Linked DNA regions of Zea mays: region 2 is linked to region 1. Evidence: chromatin contacts called from public Hi-C data. All regions are on one chromosome and are shown on one strand. Each heading gives the region's core, a stretch centred on a gene start, on an enhancer-like site or on the middle of the called end of the contact. The rest is flanking DNA. Distances are from core to core; before and after follow the strand shown.

Region 1 (5,087 bases), core at 2,143-4,642:
CAATAACCTTTTTGGCAAGAAACATAAACTAGCAGCAGTGGAAAGAGTCTCTGATCAAGCTCAAAGCTAGCAACAGTGGAAGGCACATCTAGGTAGCTTCAGAAGCACACCGAACGACGCATAAATCTCCTCGAAGTGTAAAGAAAAGAACCATGTGTGAACGGTCCCTGGGGCGGCAGTGTGTTTGCTTCGTACGTAAGAGCGCATGCGCCAGGGGACATGTGGCGTCGGCGTCTAAGTTTGAAAGTGTCTAATTAGTGTCGGTCGTCAGCAGGGGCCAGGAGAGCTCCGTCTGCCGAGGCAAAGACTTGGGGAGAGGGGAGACTCCGGCCGCCGGGGCTGGAAGCAGGATGCGGTCGCCGGTGCACGGTGAAGACTTGGGGAGTTAGGGTTGAGTTGTGTATGTTGGGACTTGGGACTAAGTTGGGAGTCGACTCGAATACAGTCCTGCGCTCTACGGATGGGTGAAGATCCATGGAAGCTCACCCTTATGCAAACCCATCTACACCCATGGGTATCAACATTTTTGACCCGTAATACAAAAAACCCACCCAACCCAACCCGTTCACATTCAAAACCCATCACAACCCACCAAAATAAACCCATTTTTAAACCCACATAAAATACCCGCTTACACCCACCCCGTTTGCAGTCCTAGCTCCTGACAGCATCTACGTCGAGGTGGGCCGTAGTCGCGCCAAGATGAGAGCCATCAATCGCCGCCGCGCCGAGATGTGAGACGTCCATATTGTTGCTGGCCGCCACATTGCAAAGGTGGGCCACCGCCACGTCGATTCCCCGCCTGCCGCCACGTCTCTCTCCATCCCCATCTCGGCGCAACGCTGTGATGAAGGAGAGAAGAAGTGACGCCAGCGATATCAGAAGAGAAACACTGAACGGAATGCTTTTTTAATGGTAATGGTGGGTAATTATCTCCTAACTTCATGGGTTTGTTAAAGTTTAGCGTCGGTGAAGCACCTTTTTTGATATCCTGGCCCCTCGGATGATGATATCCTGGCTAAAGGCTTAATAGAATTAATAGAGTATCCATATCAACAAGGTGCATCTTCTTTTTCAGAAGCCTATCTTGAAAGAACCTCCAAGTTAAACGTGTTTGGCTTGGAGTAATTTGGGATGGATGACCGATTGAGAAGTTTTCTTGGTTGCGCATGAGTGAGGACAAAGTGTGCATAAAAGACTTGTATTGGTCTGTGGGGACAATATATGATCGTAGCGAGCTGCCAGGAGTAAGTACTGTCTGTCCAGAGATTGGACGAGGTGTTACACCTTTTTACTACTTCGAGGAAAAAGGTAAAATTAGCCATAACTTCACATTTTTGGTAAAGCTGGGGGTGTTTGGCTACAGTTTTATAAAGCTAAGATATTCTTTATGCTACCAGCAACACGTGTGAAATTCGCCTAGTCTATACTATACTTAAAGCATCAGTTTCAACGGTCATCTCGCGTCATCTTTTTACAAATAACTCATCACAGTTATTTCAAATTAATCTGTTGCATGCCTATAGATAGCTAAACGGCGCGTCCTGGCACGGGCCAGACGCCCGCGGGCCACAACTCTGGCCCAGGCACGTTATGCCGGCCTGCTGATTGTGCCGAGTCAATCGTTAGTGAAAGGGAATTAGGCTTACACCTAGTTCCTAATTGATTTTGGTGGTTGAATTGCCCAACACAAATAATTGGACTAACTAGTTTGCTCTAATCTATAAGTTACACAGGTGCAAAAGGTTCACACTTAAGCCAATAAAAAGACCAAGAAATGGGTTCAACAAAAAAAGAGCAAGGGATAACCGAAGGCAGCCCTGGTCTAGCGCACCGGACTGTCCGGTGCCACCGGACAGTGTTCGGTGCACCACCGGCCTGTGTCCGGTGCACCAGGGGACTTCACGCTGAACTCCTCACCTTCGGGAAAATCCAGAGGCGCTCCGCTATAATTCACCGGACTGTCCGGTGCCCCCGGGGAGAGCGACTCTGGAACTCGCCAGCTTCGGGAATTCGCTCCGCTATAATTCACCGGACATGTCTGGTGCACACCGGACTGTCCGGTGAGCCAGCGGAGCAACGACTACTTCGCGCCAACGGTCACCTGCAGAAGCATTAAATGTGCGCCAGAGCGCGCAGAAGTCAGGCACGCGCGAAATGGCGCACCGGACACTCTACAGTACATATCCGGTGTGCCACCGGACATCCAGGCAGGCCCAGCAGTCAGAGCTCCAACGGTCGGAACCCAGCCTCCACCAAACGGCTAGTTTGGTGGTTGGGGTTATAAATACCCCCAACCACCCCACATTCAAGTCATCCAAGGTTTCCACCTTCCAACTACTTACAAGAGCTAGACATTCAATACAAGACACACCCAAGTGATCAAATCCTTTCCCAAACCCACAAAAGCATTAGTGACTAGTGAGAGTGATTTGTCGTGTTCTTTTGAGCTCTTGCGCTTGGATCACTTTCTTCTTTCTCATTCTTTCTTGAGATCAATACTCACTTGTAACCGAGGCAAGAGACACCAATTGTGTGGTGGTCCTTGCGGGGAAGTTTTGTTCCCGGTTGATTTGAGAAGAGAAAGCTCACTCGGTCCGAGGGACCGTTTGAGAGAGGGAAAGGGTTGAAAGAGACCCGGTCTTTGTGACCACCTCAACGGGGAGTAGGTTTGCAAGAACCGAACCTCGGTAAAACAAATCCGCGTGTCCGGCTCATTTCATTAAATCAACGTAAAATGTTAAAAAACGGTGCAGGAGATGGGCTTCGAACCCATGCCCTGATGGAAGAAGGGTGAGAGACACTAAGTAAAACTGTCTAACCAATAGAACATCATGCTCACATGTTTTTAATATTGAATATAAATGATATAAATGTATACATATATATTTTGTAAATAAAAAAATATAGTTGTGTTGGGCCGGACCAGCACTATGGGTCGAAGCTACAGTCGAAGCACGACACAACGTTCTTGGCTCTTGTAAACATTAAGTCGTTTCTGAGACCGCATTGGTGCAATGGACTCCATAGTTTTTAAGTTGCTGAATTGGATGGAGCAACAATAATTTATCACACTAACAGTAAAATGAAAGGTTATTTGTTGGTTTTAAACGTTCGTAATTGCCACGAAGTAACAATGTTGGATGAAACATATAATAACATCAATTAGCCAAAAAAAATATACCGAGGACGGTGACAATCAATAAAAAATCTTGAAATTTGTTTATGAATAGTTTATATAAGTATTGTTATAAGTCGTTGCAACGTACGGAAAATCAACTAGTTTTATTTACTTTGGCCACGCTAGACGTCGAGAAACCCGTGCGGCTCCCTTTGACATTGACTGTACCGACTACCAGCTGCACGGGCGAGATAATATCGTGACATCGTCTGTCCGCCACCGGGTATCTCTTTCTCCGGGTAGTGCACCAGCGGAACGGCGAGGTGCAGTCGTGCAGACGGGAACGGGGATGGGAAGCACAGGGGCGCTGCTTTGGCACCCGTCGCCGCAGGTGCACTCCGGTGGCGTCCTCTTCCGCCAGAGCCGGCGCATCGTACGCCAGCGCAACTTGCCTCTATTATCGCTAGCTGACGCGGCGCTTGAGCCCGAGCGCCGCCGCGGGCAGCGCCTCCGCTGCGCTGCCGGCGACGGGGACGGCGGGCCCCGGGAGGCTCAGAAGGAGTCTCCGAGCGGCATCGGCGCAGCACTCGAGGATCCGTCTCCAGGACCTCCTGGTACGCCTGACATTACGTCCGCCCTTTTAGTTAGCACTGCTCTCGTGCTACAGTGGAGCTCCTAGACAACTTAGTCACATGCTGAATATGAGCTCACATTGTTTGGGGTAGGAGGGATCGTACGGAGTAGTGTCATGAAAATTCCTAATCTACAGAAACAATCGATCGAGAAAGGTCAGAATTCTGACTTCCAATTTTAAAAACTAATAAAAGATAAGGTTTAATGTCCATTGCACTTAATACGTTGTCAGCAAGTAGGGAATCTGCTCTTATTCGTAGGGATGCATATGCATATGTGTGTCAGATCCTAGCTCAGTTGGTTGTGGGTGTGGGTGTATGCCCACACTATTAAGTTGCCCCAACCCCAACCAGTTCAACCTAAAAGGCTCTCTCAGGCCCCAAATATGAAATAGAAGCGATCAATAATTATTTTAATTAATTGCACTAACTAGGATTCAAACTCGAGACATCTGGCTCTCATACCATATTAAGCTGCATACACCCACCAGTCCAACCCAAAAACTTAAGCTGGTGGAGAGAGGTGGACAATTCACTTGTATTCTAACACACACTTCCGACCCCGAAGTTCAAGTTCTCATCAAGGCGAATTTGGGTATCTGTTTCTTCTCTCTAGTTCCTCCTAGGGTGGCTGAGTTTTTTATTTCTACGGATGCATATGTGTCAAATACTGAAGGACGGACCACCGAAGAGGTATTGATATCAAACAAAGGGCAGGAAAATCAGATATCCAACAATTTTTCTAGATATGAGAGATGTAATCATATAGTTCCATTTTCTGGATATGAGATATAGAGATAGAATCAGACCGTTACATTTTAATGTAGGGTGATACAAGGGTTATAATTTCATCATAAAAATACTGAATGCGGGAATACCTTAAATACCCCATATCTGCATTCAGCTAGGATAAATTGTTGCCAGGGTTAGTGGAAATTCCCAGTACTAACTTATATGTTCAACTCCATCAAACTCTAAAATTTGGAAGCATCATCAAACAATTACCCACCTTTTCAATTTGCTCTAGCCAATCATATTTAGTGAATCACTCAGACTGACACTAGAATGTGGTGTAAAAGGACATCTAATCACTACTTTTCTTATTTGACATCTTGCTTGAACGAGGAAGAAAGGAAGGTCGCATGCAACAAATGGCGGAAAAAGATAAAAAAAAAACTGAGACCTCACTACTCGGATTTGATAAGTCCACTGGAATGTATATTGGGTCATTGTAGAACTGGGGATTTGCATTACCTTGTTGGCTTGGTGCCTTGTACCAGAAAACTAAATTCATATATGAATGTAATGTCACCATCCATGTATAATTATTGTTA
Region 2 (5,775 bases), core at 2,444-4,943, 360 kb before region 1:
TCGTGTGACCCACCTTGTGGCCGGGCCTTGCCCTCAGCACCCAGGTGTTATTTTCTATTTTCCTTTGAAGGCGACGACGGCCACGTTTGTTCGGCGCACGACGCTTCAGCAGTGATAAATCTCGTAATCAGCTTTGATAATCTGCGAGGTTCAGACCATAATCCCCATCGTTTTCTACGCACGCAAACTGATTTTCCATTGCATGCAGTAGCGCATTGGCTGGCGCGTTCGTGCGTGCTTTCATCTTATAATAATAATGCTATAACCTGGACGAAGAGTTGAGAGAGCTTCTGACAGCAACAAGTTCAGAGTTGTAGGGGATACTAATTCTTGTATCCGTGATGGAAGTTCATTTTGCCAGCTACAAGAAAATACCAGTTGTAGTGTAGTCATGAAGCATATATTTTCAAGATCAAACAAGTTTTTTTTCCACTTGGGAAGTTCTTTAAATTTTCTGCCTGTAGCAAGGATCTGTTTAGACCCAGATAGCTAATTGTTGGTTGGCTACTACTAGTTATAGGAAACCAGCCAATAGTTTTTTTTTTACTAACAGGCTGTTAACTGATATATTAGTTGAGCTTTGTTTGGATCGTCCGGCTAATAGTTAGTAGAAGTACTTAGCTCAATAGTGTCAGTCAATATTTTTTTATTAGCTAAATAATTTATTTTTAGCTATTAGTTAAAGTGTTTAGCTTTATTTAGCTAATAAAAAATATTGACATGGTTACAAAACGAGAGTATCATCCACATGGTTATAAGCTACTAGTAGACGTAACAAGTGGATACTAGTTGCAACCAACAGTGTAGTATTATAATGTTAATAATTTTCATTTTCTATATATTATATATGATTAGGGCAAATGGGTCATTCCAGGTTACATATTCTTTTATGTTTCGTAACTGATGTTAATGGATATTATTAATCAATATAAATAAGTTTGGCCACTTGGGTTGGTTGCATTGTTAAATATAATAATTGCTCTAAAACTTGACTTTTGGAATAGCTAGAGATAATTAAGTTGCTTTCATTGCAACAATAAGACATGATGATCTTAAAATATGGAATAAATGTGGTCACTCAAATTTGGACTAAAGTTGATGTCTCTAGGCAGGAAATAGATAAAAATAAAAACATAGGATCGATGGACACAGCCCAAAGGCTCATTGCGACCAAGTGTTGCTATATGCACCTATTTGATTTGATAATGGACTTTGCAAAATTTTAATAAATCATCCATATTTACAGACGTGAAATGATTTACATTACAATTCGATAAAACCTTAGTACTCATTTGTAAAACTAGTACTTATTCAAGCAAATTTAACATTGTAGTTTTGAGTAACAAGTTGTTGTGCCTACTGCCTAGGATACTCACTTTGTAGGAAGCTCATGTCTAACACAAGCACGTTAATATAGGTATCAACACATAATTTATTTCTTCTCATCTATTTTTCCTCAACTACACCCTTGCCTGTTGTCTATCACCACCATTCCTTTCTTGTCATTCCCTAGTCTCAATCGACTATATGGCTCTATCTTTGATGGCTCCTTGTCCTCATCGCTGGCTTCGTCCAATCAACTTATCCTACACCACTTGCAGTTTTACACCCAAGCCCCATTGCCTTGTTCCCTTTGTAACACACCAGATCTAAAATATGCTTATATGGCCTGGCTCCATATGTGAAACGAGTTTACATAGGTATAGTACCTCTCTTACACTTTCATTCTCGCTCCATGGACTTTTACAGATTATACTAACGGGATAGGGTGTTATATTCACCCCTTCAAGAATGATGCCCTCGATAGCTACTAGATGCCCTCTTGGTACATCCCTCAATATCTAAAATATGCTTATATGACCTACCTCCTTATGTGAAAAATGAGTCTACATACGCGTAGTACCTCTCTTACACTTTAGTTCCCGCTTCATGGACTCCACAACTTCTACATGTTACTAACAGGATAGATGTTATGTTCACCCCTTCAAGGCTGATGCCCTCAATAGCTCACCAGATGCCCCTCTTGGTACACCCCTACGTAGACACATGCAACAACAATTGATGCTTTGGTACCATATGTAACACACTGCGTCCAAAATCCGCTTATATAGCCCGACTTCATATGTGTAATAGGCCTACATACGTGTAGCACCTCTCTTACACTTTTGTCCTTGCTTCACATAAAAGAGTTAACCCATAGATGCTATGTTTAGAACAACAAAAATTGTAACCTGACCCTCACACTCCTAACCTTTCCATGGTGGTACTACACCCGCCAACCACAATCAAACATGTGTCACATAGGCTAAATGGGTCAACTTCACAACTAATATAGTCTATTAACAGGATGGGATTAGAGATGACAGCGGGTAGAAACCCGCTAGGTATCTTTTGCCCAAACCCATGCGCAGGAAGAAAAAAACATGACCTCTAAAAACACATATATGACTATTATGGATTTTTTCCCAAACTCATGCCATGAGTACCCACTAACATTAACATGAAAAATACTTTATCGCGTAAACCAATATATTATTAAGCAATGATAAGAGAAACAACAACAAAAATCAATTTAGCCTAAATTTTCACCACAAGTATTCCGTTTCAACTAGAATATATTTAATCAATAATATCATAAGACATGTTTGCAAGTTATGTTGGTTTTAAGGCGAGTTTTAAAACCCCATGGATTTTCAGGTATAGGCAGTGCAAGAACAAAGTCATGTCCATGTACCCACTAGATTTTTTTAAACCCATTAACAAACTCATGGATAAAAAATAGTTCAAATATATACCCGAATAAAGCAAAAACTCACCGAATTTTAGGTAGCGGATACCAATTGCCATTTTTAGATGAAGCGTTATACACTTTACTTCAACTCGTCACCACAGCCGTGCAAGGCTGACCGCCACCACTAAACCCCTCCCTTGAGTCTAATCGGCAATGAAGCATCCCCACCAATAAACCTTAAATTCTAGAATCGTTGTCATTTTATCTATCACTTCGGTCCACGGTAACATTGATGAACGTTCCATCCCGTTCCCTTCCTAATTTGAGTAGCATTCTCACATGCATAGTAAAGTTTTTCGCACTTTATACAATTTGTGCTCTTAGATTAAAAAAATTCAAATTTGAAACGCCACCTTCAAAAATCAACATTCTAAGAAGTAAGAATCCGCAAGCATAAGCAATGGGCCCGACGGTCCCAACCAAAGCGATACTACATTCCTCATCAACTTCATCTGAGGCAATCCAGCAAGAGTCCTGATCGGTAGAAAGTCGCAAAAGATGGAAAGCTCAAGACCATATGGGGGCTCCAAAAAAAAAAATGGAAGGAAATCAAAACAAAATCAATTCGTGCCGTTTTTCTTAAAGGAAGCACCCGCCACCCGGTAGCGGCCAGCTAAGCGCGCACGCAGCCATCTCGAAGGAGAGAAAAGGGCGCCGCGGACCGGCCCGCCCCGCCGCAAGTGGAAAGCAAGCTGAGACAGGGAGCCGCAGCCGCAGGACGCGGCAGAGCCCTGCCAGCGGTGTCAGTGACTCGTAATCGCTGCCTGACCCATGGCCAATCGCGTGATTTGCTTTACTAATCACGCTTAGCGATCTAGTCTCCTCTTCATCCCACCTCTTCTCCCTCCCTGCTTCGCTGTTCCCTTTCCCCGCCCCTACCTGGGGCATCTGCCTCTGAATCGCGGCGGCTCCCGAGGCGCCGCCTGGCGAGCGGCTAGGCGCCGGTCTACGGCGACGATGGAGGTGTGATTTGGACGGGAGAGAGCGTGGTGGTGAGGTCTCGGTTTTCTCGATATAGGAGATGGCGGCGGCAAAGGCGCGGGGAGGGGAGTTCCCCGTGGGCATGAAGGTGCTGGTTGTGGACGACGACCCGACGTGCCTCGTTGTGCTCAAGAGGATGCTCCTTGAGTGCCGATATGACGGTGAGCAACTGCCCCGCTCCTCTCCTACCCTCGTTCGGTTGCTTTGTCGTGCCTCGGCGTTTACTGGGCGCGAGGCGATTGATTGCTTCCCTGTTCCTATCGGTTAAGAACCCTTAATATGGTTGTTTCTGTTTCATGCCTGCTACGGTTTTATCTGTTTGTAGTCCGGGAAGGCGCGTGCTTTTATGCGATTCACACGCTCCTACCGTAAATTCTGGGGAATTCTGAGATGTCCCGCTATCAATTTAAGAAACCTTCAGAATTCTATAATGGGTGTTTTAAGTAAATTTTAACGTGTCTTTATTTGGGCATAGTTTGATTGATGGTATATATTTGCATAGGGAGATCTGAGTGGATGCGTTATACAGTATGTGGGAAATCTGTGTACGTGCCTAGCTAGTGGTGCTGCTTGCTCCTCGGAGTGATTATGCATTTATCGAAGTATCAAGATTAGAATTCGAGGATTTGACGCAGCTAAATCCGGATTCCACCACTAGTGTATATGTGGTGGATCGGTGATGCACCTGTTTCTTGATAATCATATATTAGGGTTATGTTTAAATGAGAATACTCTCTGGATGCATCATTCCAAGTTACATTTAGTATGGGAATATCCATATATGAAACCAATAATTCCTTGAAATGTTTGTTTCTTGTGATTCTGTTGTGGTGGGTGCTAGCACCACATGTGTGTACAGGGAAAATGAGTGGGGGAGAACCAGGATTAAATTTGTTTTTGCAGGGCATCGGTTACATAGTACCTTTTTATGTCCATTTCCTGATGTATTTGTCATATTCTAGACATATCCTGGCACAGCTTGCCTTAGAATGCATGATTTGAATGCTACTTCTAATTCGGTACAAGATCTAAAGAGGTGAAAAGTACAAGTTAGTTTCCCTTTGCTAGACATAGGATGGGTCCCTAAATGTTAACCGAATGCAAATCCTGAGAAATTACTGAGCATGCTTTTCTTAGCCACGACAAGCATCGGTATTTGATATGTTTTTTCCCGTTAAGTTGCAATTTAAATATATAATCCAATACTTGTTGCTATTGTTGTCTTGAATTTGTATTCTTTTATTCTTGTTGCGGCATAATACAATATCGCATGCTATGGGTTTTGTTTGTTTTCTCTTAGATCCATATTTTCAGGAACGAATGGTAGACCTGATGTTGTGGTTAGGTCGCAGGTTTGAAGAAGCCTCTCCGCATTTGTGGGGTGAGGCTTGATTCGGTTTATCCCTTTTCCAAATCCCACTTAGGTCTTGATTTGAAAATTCTAGTATTCACCCCAATCCACATATATTGAGGTGGATTGGGGTGTAAATTAAACTAATTTTCACCCCAATCCACTTTAATACATGTGGATTTGGGTGAATACTAGAGTACCCAAACAAAGCCTTATGTGGGAGTCTTCGGCACTCGGTTTGCCTTCCCCCCACATTTTCAAGAACCTTTCCCTATTTCACAGGGACAGAATCTAGCTAGATTAGCCTGTTCTTGAATAAACGGATGTGCCAGTCTCAATTTTTGGTTGATTTGTGTTGTTGAATTTTCCTTATGTATGTTTTTTTAAGTTTAAACCTTGTTGGCTTTTCTTGTTTTGTTTTACAGTGACAACATGTCCTCAGGCTACAAGAGCACTAACTATGTTGCGAGAGAATAGGCGTGGTTTTGATGTTATAATAAGTGATGTCCACATGCCGGATATGGACGGATTCAGGCTACTTGAACTTGTAGGCCTTGAGATGGACCTTCCAGTTATCAGTGAGTATATATTTGTTCCTGTTTTTCTATTCATTATGTTAACATCTGGCGTCGAAACACCACTAATAATTGTT

Evidence for each region. A called contact is a pair of places that touch in the nucleus more often than the background predicts.
Region 2: a contact with region 1 is called in a Hi-C map of ear, with 2.2 times the contacts expected there. The contact joins the promoter of LOC541639 here to the promoter of LOC100279882 in region 1. A contact is called at or near these places in 5 of 25 Hi-C or Micro-C datasets (bundle sheath, ear, endosperm and 2 more).

What each region holds. Positions count from the first base shown.
Region 1 is chr9:151,735,856-151,740,942 of Zm-B73-REFERENCE-NAM-5.0, reverse strand. It overlaps LOC100279882 (Sec-independent protein translocase protein TATC chloroplastic), which reads left to right and starts at 3,392. Exons shown (of 4, transcript NM_001152835.1): 1 at 3,392-3,735. The coding sequence starts at 3,471.
Region 2 is chr9:152,098,897-152,104,671 of Zm-B73-REFERENCE-NAM-5.0, reverse strand. It overlaps LOC541639 (response regulator 10), which reads left to right and starts at 3,693. Exons shown (of 6, transcript NM_001111394.1): 1 at 3,693-3,933; 2 at 5,549-5,701. The coding sequence starts at 3,813.